Regions from separate parts of the Drosophila melanogaster genome. Here region 1 is linked to region 2. A link is a contact called in public Hi-C data. All regions are on one chromosome and are shown on one strand. The core of a region is the stretch at or near the end of the contact, and the rest is flanking DNA. Distances in the headings are between cores, read along the strand shown.

The links. A called contact is a pair of places that touch in the nucleus more often than the background predicts.
Region 1: a contact with region 2 is called in a Hi-C map of the Kc167 cell line, with 1.6 times the contacts expected there. The contact joins the promoter of Mnr here to the promoter of amn in region 2. A contact is called at or near these places in 2 of 107 Hi-C or Micro-C datasets (the Kc167 cell line and eye imaginal disc).

The regions. Positions count from the first base shown.
Region 1 is chrX:21,279,401-21,283,857 of dm6, forward strand. It overlaps Mnr (Membrane-bound Notch regulator), which reads right to left and starts at 1,771. Exons shown (of 6, transcript NM_167735.2): 1 at 1,646-1,771.
Region 2 is chrX:19,886,866-19,891,935 of dm6, forward strand. It overlaps amn (amnesiac), which reads right to left and starts at 3,195. Exons shown (of 1, transcript NM_078692.2): 1 at 1-3,195. The coding sequence starts at 627. The coding sequence ends at 85. The region is part of intron 4 of Hers (Histone gene-specific Epigenetic Repressor in late S phase); the gene reads left to right.

The DNA of each region.
Region 1 (4,457 bases), core at 521-3,020, 1.4 Mb after region 2:
ACTGAGAGAAATAAGGCAACTCGCGCCTTGAAGGCAGACAATATCAGCGAGCTCTTAGCAATCATTTTTCACTTGAATTTTTTGAGTTGGCTCCATGATTAGCACTTAACGGCTGCCATCCTGAGTATATTTAAGATTTGCACTTATTTCCGATTAAATGTTCACACTTAGGATAGGAACCGATCTGCGCGCAACGTCTCGAACTCTAATGAATTTCCCGCCGTGTAAAGTGGAGACTGGGAGCCTTTGGAGACCTCGCTGTTTGAAGCCCCTTTGCTGTTCCCCGATCCCCGGCGAGGGTCCTTCATGCTGGGCCCCCGGAACACGCGATATTACTGGGGGGGAATATACACATACATATGTATATGCAGGAGAAGGAGCGGGGTCTACATACTATATGTACATATATTCCGGGGAATGCAAAGGGGTCTAAAACGACGACGGTGGGCATGGCTGACTTTATTCTGACGGACTGTTGCGTGTTTTGGAGCCAACAACTGCGATGTACTCGTTGCCATTGTTGTCGCCGTTGTTGTTGCTGTTGTTTTTGTTACTTTGTTGTTGCGGCTTCCATTTACTTTCTATTGTATTATATTTTATATGCTTTGACAAAGCCCCAAGCCACTTAGACAAACTGCTTCAACTTTCTGCCCGGCTCTTGTTGCTGTTTATTATTGTTATTTAATGTTTATAGTTCGCCGAACAAGACGCGATATGTGGGTGGTTTCAGGCGGCATCACCCCTTCCCTTTCGGAGGCGTTGGGAAAGGGATTATTAGCCATGTATATTAGATGACGTTACACGACCCGGCCTACAAAAGAAACACGAAGAACCTCCGAGGAAATTGCTAGACAAAGTGGAACACTCAACACTGATCATCGCAATTAGTATGTCCCCATTTAAAGCATGGCTCTTGCATTACAGAGTTTAGGTTTAGAATTAAGTGACAAATAATTCAAATGATTTTTCCAGTATAATTAATACACTGAAGACGTCTTCGCATTAATGCGTTCAAGTCTTTTAAACCTCTTTAACTAACGTTTTGCGTTTGGAACGTTAAGAAAATATGTTTGACCATTTTAGATTTTTCAAAAAGAAAATTTAAAAACTTTTCTCCTAACAAGTTCAATGGCATAATTCGGCAATTTAAACACTGAGCCTGTGAGTTGAAAGCGTTTCCGAAATTCTTAAGCGCTTAGCAAAATTTTTTTTTTTTTTAATTGATATCCATCAATAAAATCAGCTAAAAAAAACAACATTCGAATTGCTAATTAGCAAGAGAGAGAAACGAATTAGAAAAGGCAAAGCAGAGATGACGATCACGATCACGATCTCACACACTCGAAAAAAACTATATATGCAAATATGTTTTAATTGAGCACAACAACAATGGCAACAACGTTGGCGGCACAGATTGGATTCACTTTGTTTTTAGCACTTTTTCGCAGAAAAAATGATTTAATGGCACAAAAACGAAAAAAAGAACAACACAATAAAAAAAAATTTCAGTTGTGAGAAAAAATCCCAAATCATTAGCACTTTAATTGTATTTTGGGTTTATTTTCAGTTTTTTTTTTCGTTAGTTTTTCTTTTTTTGTTTTCTTTTGATTCGAAACGCGTTTCGTGAAATCACCGGCTTACGTACGTTTATAATTTGCGTCAAAATCGCTGAGAACTGCGTTCGTTGTGGGAGCTAAAAATTAAACCGTCGGGAGCCCAACTGACACCTTCAGTGCTTCGTTTTGCACTGAGCGCCAACGCAGCGCCAGTGTAGCGCCAAAAACCGGTTCGGCTCCACGTTCAACGGCTCATGGGGACTCGGGCATCTTCGGCAATTTGGCCTTCGTGCCCGCATCGCATCATCTCGCTCTTTCCCTTGCTCCCGTTCAGCCTTCCTCCTACCATACCCTGCCCTCGCCGTTGCACCAACGCGATTTCAATGCCAAGCCAAAGCAGATGTTACCAGCGTGGATTTTGTTGTTTTGATTTTTTGTCGCGCTCGCACGTGCGCGAGTGTGTGCGTTTTTGTTTTGTTGGTGGCAAGTGCAACGCTTTCGAATACCGTGTAACTTCAGATAGCTCTGATAGAATGAATTTAGAACTATAGCGATCAGCCTAATAACTGTAGTGTTTATTTCAGAAGAAATAAATACATATGTACATATGTATGACAGGAACATAGAACTTCAAAAATACACATTTCATAAGCATTGACCAAAACACACGACACAGCAGTGATTTGAAATTTACACTTCCTTCAATAAGTAAACTTACATACCTAACTGATGTAGCAGAATCAATATTCGCTTACCATATTGCGGTTGTAACAGATTATAACTTATCCCATCTTTAGATTTTCAATAGATTCATTCTGAAAGCCAAACAAATAAATTAATTGGTATCAAAGTTCAGAATCACATCACTTCCTGCATACCCTGCATATTTACCACTAACGGCACTTACTCACACCGGAGTAAAAAGAAAAAGAAGGCAAAGAAGAAAAAGCAGAAACGCCAGTTAAAAGAAAGTTGGCAGCGCTATGATTTTAATTGGGAATCGTTTATGGGACAGAGATTTTTCTAATCCAAATGAGTTATTCGGTCATTAGTAAAGCTATTAGGGTTCCCTCCCGCTCATGATGTCTCTCACTCCCACCCTTGATCACTCTGCTGACGGTATCTTTTTTATACCCTATATGAGGGATTCATAAATATGGTTTCCCTTATTTTTTCAGAAGCTTTTAACTTTTGGTTTGCTGGCACGTTAAATATATGTACATACAAATGTATGTACATACATGCATACATTGTGTACAATAAATACCGATCCAGGCTATTCAGCACAATAAACAATACTTTTTTGGTAAGGAACTTTAAGATTCGGTCAGATTTCGCTTCTCTTCCTATTGTAACATTTATGTACATACATATGTATGTATGTACATATATATGTATTTTCAGTTGTTGTTGTTGTCATAAGCAAGGCAGAACGAATTTTTCAAGTTCAACATGTCGCCGCTTATTTTAATTTTAATCACACAACACAAAACATGAGCCGTGGTTATTGCTGTTGTTGTGGCTTTTTGTGTTACATTTTAATGTTATGCGGCCTTTGTTTGTTTGTTTATGCACACAAAACATTTATAAAAGTGCCCCAGGGTGGACTTCAATTGTTCCTAAAATTTAAGGTCATGCGGTGCAGTTTATAGGAAATTATTTAAGGCGAAACTGAATTTCCAACACATGTGCGTTTTGAACAGAAATAATTAATATAAATGATTATCATTTTAATAAAAACAATTAATCATGTACTTGTTTATTAAATAATGCTAATGCATAAATGGCTTTTTCAAACTTTTTTAAATTTGTTTAGGTATTTCCGATCTTTTCCTTTCAAATTCCACCCCAAATGACGCATATTTTATGGGATTTTTTCTGGCTTTTCTTATTTAGACTTTTGGGCCCTTAATGTCCTCTATGAGATATTATGTGCCATGCACACACACTAGCACATATCCAAAGATAACTGTAATGTTGTAATGTAGTCCATTTGCGACAAATATGCGCACCCAAAAAATGCTCCTCGGACAATGGCTGAAATTGTTCGCATATTCATGACCGAATTACCCACATTCGGCTGGCGAGTGAGCGAGAGGAGAGACCCTCCAGTGTGAGCGAGAGGGATGACGAAGGGTGCGCAGGGAGGGCGGATGACTGGACACAGCAGAACAAACAAAACCCATTGGCAAGGCACGCAAATCTCGGCTATGACCAAAATATTTGCCAAAGCTCGTCGAGTCCTAAAAAATCAAAAAGAAAAAAAAAATGTACACCGAACATAAAATCTGCAAGCAACCCTGAACGTTATATGATTTTATAATTTGAAAACATAAATTTTTTTAATTTCCTGATTTGACCATTGCTATATTAAATAGGCGAATATGTAGAAATATTAAAAAAAACATAATCTTAATGATAATGAGTTACGAATTTAAATAATTAATATTATCAATAGCCGAGTCGATCCATGTCCGTCCTCAAAACCGTCACGCCCACAATTTTGAAAATGTTTTGAAATTTTTTTACATTTATATTAGTCTTGTAAATTTCTATCGATTTGCCAAAGAACTTTTTGCCACCCCCACTCTAACGCCCTAAATCCGCCGAACCGGTCACGCCCACACTTTAGAACAATTTTTAAATGTGTTCTCATTTTATTCCCCAATATCTATCGATATCCCAGAAAAATGATGAGTAACGAGTAACAAATGAGTATCTGATATCGGGGAACTCGACTATAGCATTCTCTCTTGTTTTAATACAATATTGTATAATATAAATACATACTTTTAATTTGAAATACAATTTTTTTTGGTTTTGGGACCTAATTCCGTTTGTCATAACCCTTTTTACATCTGAAATGTGCCTATATTTTTGTTGAGTGTGCGAGTGTGTAAA
Region 2 (5,070 bases), core at 1,945-4,444:
TCGCAAAAAATGCGGATTATACGGCGTATGTGCAAGCCGGAAAACTTGGCTTCTGGATTGTTCTAGTGTTTTGGCTTTTCTTTGCTATCTCATCTCTCCCAAAAGAGAGGGAGAGAGTGCTCTTGGGTTCTCGCGAGAGAACTTCGGCTGGCCTCGTGGCACTGACCGCCGACCAATCAGAGAGCAGCTTGGCCACTTCGTGAGCACCTTCGTTTCGCTGTCGTTGCATAATGGCCAAGAGGCGACAAGTGTTGGCCCAAACCGAGTCCGAGCAGCAGCGAAACGCTGGCCCACAGGGAAAACAAGGGAAAAGCACGAAAAATTCGGGCGCGGAATGTAAGAGCGCTTACAGCAGAGCACAGCAGCGCACAGCGACCGCGACTGAGCGCCATTGCGGTGGTAGTGGTAGCGGAGCTGCGTCGTTCGGCACTCTTCGGCTCTCTCTCTTCGGCTGGCGCTCAGCTGTTCGAATTGGCGGCAGAGCGCCAGTGCTGCGCTACCTTTCGAACCGCTTACAACGCGTCGCCGCAACGCGGACGCTCTAAAAAGTAAAAAAAAAGTGTAAAACAGTAATACGCAGTGCAACGCCACAGCAGCCGGATAAAAACAACAACAAAAACTGCGCATGTAAAGCTGTGTTTATATTACTTGTTTTTTTTTTTACGGTGTCTCGCTGTTTTTGCTTTCGTCGCAGACAACAAAAGTGGCAAAGTTTTCGCCACGGCATTGCTCATACGCCCCGTCTCTTGCAAATTCGCTCACACTCACACGCGCGCCAATACCAGCGCACATTCACATATATACAAGTGTACGCGCGCGTTTTTCAGTGTGTTTCGTTTCGTTTTTTTTTTCTGTTTCTGTTGGTGACATGCAAAAAGCAACAAAAAAATAATAATAAATACATATAACGAAAACGATTAGTTCGGCGTTTTCTCGTAAAAGTGGGCACCAAAATGCATCAGCCCAGGTGGAAATCAAAACAAAAACAAACCGAAAAATAAATAAATCATTTATTATTTAAACATCGCAAAGTAAGCTTCTCCTCGCACACAAACACACACAAACTCGCGCGCTCATAGACTGGCTCACATACACACTAGCATACACATCTCACTCACACGCAGATGGAGCAACAAGTTTGCGTGCCACAAAATTTCCATTCGGCAATTTTTTGCGATTCTGTTTGTTTTTATTTTCATTTTTTTTTTTTAGCCTGATAGTTGTTGAGAACAAGCCAGCTTTATCTTGTTGTTATTTTACTCGAAAATAATGTAGATGTACATACAGCTTGTCAAGTTTTTAATGCAATTGCTTGGGTCTAGATCGTTTATATATTTTTATTGTACATCTATCACGTTGGTAAACAATAAAAATTACGCTTGTAAACCTAAACAAATTTGATTTGGAACGAAAATACTTGACAAACTGTATTAAAATTTTAATTAAAATTTAAACTACGTTTCGGTTATTCCATGAACTTCATTTCAAATCGAATTGAAATGTGTTTTTCCACTGCGGTTTTTCAACTGCAATTAGGGCTTTGAAAATTGATAATCAGAAACCACAGACCAAATTCATATGGATTAAATATGCAATGGAACAATATTAACAAGTGACCTAAAATAGATTCCGAAAAAGCCCATATTGTTTCCACCAGTTTTCCTTCTTAGATCACAGTTCCTATAAATAACTCTCTTAGCAAAGGAGTGCATGAATCAGTAGATATGAGTGAGTCGTAAATATTTTATAATATCACGAGGAGATAGTTGGCTAATCTTGAATGAGATCACTAAGAGATCCTTTATATTATTTTTTCACATAGGATGCCATATGTCATTTGCTTGATTCAGGATGTTCAGTACTTTTGATTCATTTAATTTCAAGTTTGACAATGATATGTATCATCTATTTACTTGATTAGCGATCAAATCTGTTTTCCATCTTGCGCAGCGGTTCCGTTTGATACTCTATACATATCCGATATCCTTTCATGAATGCCAATGTGTGTGCGTGATTAAATCCGCACCATGTGGACGCTCGGAACATTTGGTATATGTGCATACATACATATATATCTGCTTAGATCCTTGATCCCACATTGTTCGCGGTCCTTGTCTTCGTATTCTTCGGTTGACGCTAAGTACAACGCCAAAGTATCGTCCTTCTGTCGAGGACGCTGTTGTTGTTGCTGTTGTTGCTGTTGTTGCTGCAGCACACACCTTTGCACTTTAATTTCTGGCGTCTTGTTTAGCATCTGCGCCGGGTGTTATTTAAAAATAAAAGAGGAAGAAGAACGAGCCAGGATGAATGGTAGGGATGGGATGGTATGGAATGGTATGGGGAGGGACTCGAGAGAGCGGGTATATGTGAAGTCGACTGGCGACGGCGGCGGCGGCAGCAGCAGCGGTTTTAATGTCAATAAGACGCGGCGGCTATTGCCAGTCACTCACACCATCGATCGCCCCCTCTCGCTCGCACACTTATACACGGCCACACGGCGTGTGTGTGCACGCGGTCAGGACGTGCACACACACACTTGCGAAGCAACAGTGCCGTCCCATATCCTTCGGCTTGTTTATCCTTATTTTCTCTCAATTTCATGCTTCCTGCTCCCCTGCCGACTTGCCTCCACCTAAACCCTCTCTCTCTCTCTCCCTCTCTCACACTGAAAGAAAAGGAGCAGCCTTTTGAATCTGTAGTTCTTAATCCTTTTCATCTGCAACAGATGTCACTGCCTAACATTTTTATCTGCGCGTTTTATCTGGATCCTGTAAAAAGGAAGCTATGGTTATGCTTGCTGAAAGGTATTTTCGCCAGTGTACATACTTAGCCACCAATCGTCTCTGGCTCATTATTGTTATTACGTATACGGTAGTAAGGGTAGAAAAAGGAGTAAATATACAACTAAGGCGTTTTCGTATGCGATTTCCGAATCATCCGTTATTATTAATGGGTAAATAAAAATTCGTCTCTTAGTAGATGAGTATCTTAACGTATTGCATTGGGGAAATAACTAAAATAGTAGCGTATCTATTAAAGCACATAAAAACATTAATGAGCACTAAAGTAACCGTTAGTTATTTGACAATTTGCCTGCCTGAATGACCAAATCTGCCGTTGGTATTGTATTGTTTTTCCGAGTCCGAAAAGCTTGCAATCATGGCTTTTGCGCACTTAGGATGTGCGCACCCCTTCCGAAGACTTCCACACACACGCGGACGCACATCAGCTGGTTAATAACAATACACACACACACACACACACACACACCGATGTGTGGAACTTGTTCTGCCTGCCACGCAATTTCAAACGGCCTTGAACGGCATTTGATAGTTGCTTTCGTCGTCGGTTTTGGCACTGCCCTAGACCTGCATGCCATGCCAAGCCATGCCATCTATGGGAACCCAATCCATACCACATATCAGTACATGTACATATATGTACACACATACATACATACATATATATATATCGTATGCAGCCACTCGTGCAGCTGTTGTCAAAATAAGGGTTCGTACTGGACTATTTCAATTAGTCGCTCAGAAAAGGGGTATATTGTCTTTGGGAAAACGCGTGCAACAGGTAAAGGGGTGTGTTTGTGGCATTATAATAGACGAGTTTCTGATCAGTAGCAACAGCTTTGTAATATATATGAAATATATGTATGTATTATGTATGCTTCAATGCTTCACAATTGTTGGTGCATATGCAGTACAGGATATAATTGAGGTATGTGTACATACATATGTACATACGTACATAGAAAGGATGTTAAAGCTGATAGGTTCCTTTCATCCGTTCGATTGGACTTTTCTGCATATTAGACGATATGATCTATACACTTATGTATATTACTTAATAATTAAAAGGAGAGGACGGCACTACGTTTAACTTGAACACAGGTGCACAACATACAGACGTTCATATATCCATATGTATATATGTGTACGTACCATGGATTTTGTCCAAAATTTGCATTTTGCAGCTGCACAACAACAGTTGAAAGCGATTCAAGTCAAGTCCGAGTCAAGTCGAGTCGAATGAAATTGATTCGATTGGCAACTCATAAATAAACATGAGCTGGGGAGATCGTTAAACGAACATGCTTGCTGCACCGCCCCTCTCCGTCCCACAAAAGATTCGCATTCTCCTAAAACCCATACAATCTATACAAACCATAAAGAATCGACCTAACTGTGGCAATATTGTAAATGCAATTAACTGTAGTTCTCTGCCGCCGCGCTGCGCAATTGAATGTCGGCCATTGGATAATCGAGGGGTTTGGGGAACTGGGACCACCATATAGGGGCAGTTAGCACGCGTCAACTCTATATAGCTATAAAACACGGCAAAGATACAAATACGGCAGTATTATCTATTCGAATCTTACTATTGGGATTCAGCGGGATACCAGAAGAAAGCATTGCTTTTGCAATCAAAAATCACCAAAAGTATAAAAATACTATCATAACTAGCCATGCGGATCTTACAAATCCAACGCTTGAACCATTGACCATTATTTTCTTACGTCGGATAAATTTGTTTTCAAAAAAAAAAAAAAAAAAGACTTCGTACCATCTTGTTTTAATATGTGACAGGAAGTTTGGTTTTAAATGTGCGGATTAGATTAGATACACGGTCATATCCCTTATCTATTTCACTTGAATTATTGTAATAAGTTATCTGTTGATATACTCGGAATTTCACTTAAGATGTGAACTTTACGTTGTGTTCTTTTACAATCGATCGAACGATCATAGATGAAATGTGATGATTAGCGGGCCCATAAAAGCGTTCTTTCTGAAGAAACTGCTCAAACTCGATCCATTTGCTTTGCCTAGAATGTTTTAAACAAATAACTGACTATGCGGCTAGGAGATCAAAACGAGTTTTTAGGTTAGTAAGCATTCAGAAATACTATCGCAGCAATCGCTCCATGGGCTTTGACTTTATGGGCTTTGAGCGAGTGAATAAATAAGTTCCGTTTGTTTTATATATATATAAATATTTTTTTTTTTTGCATTGCGGATCACTTTGATTAATTTATTCTATGGAAATTTCTTTCGATCA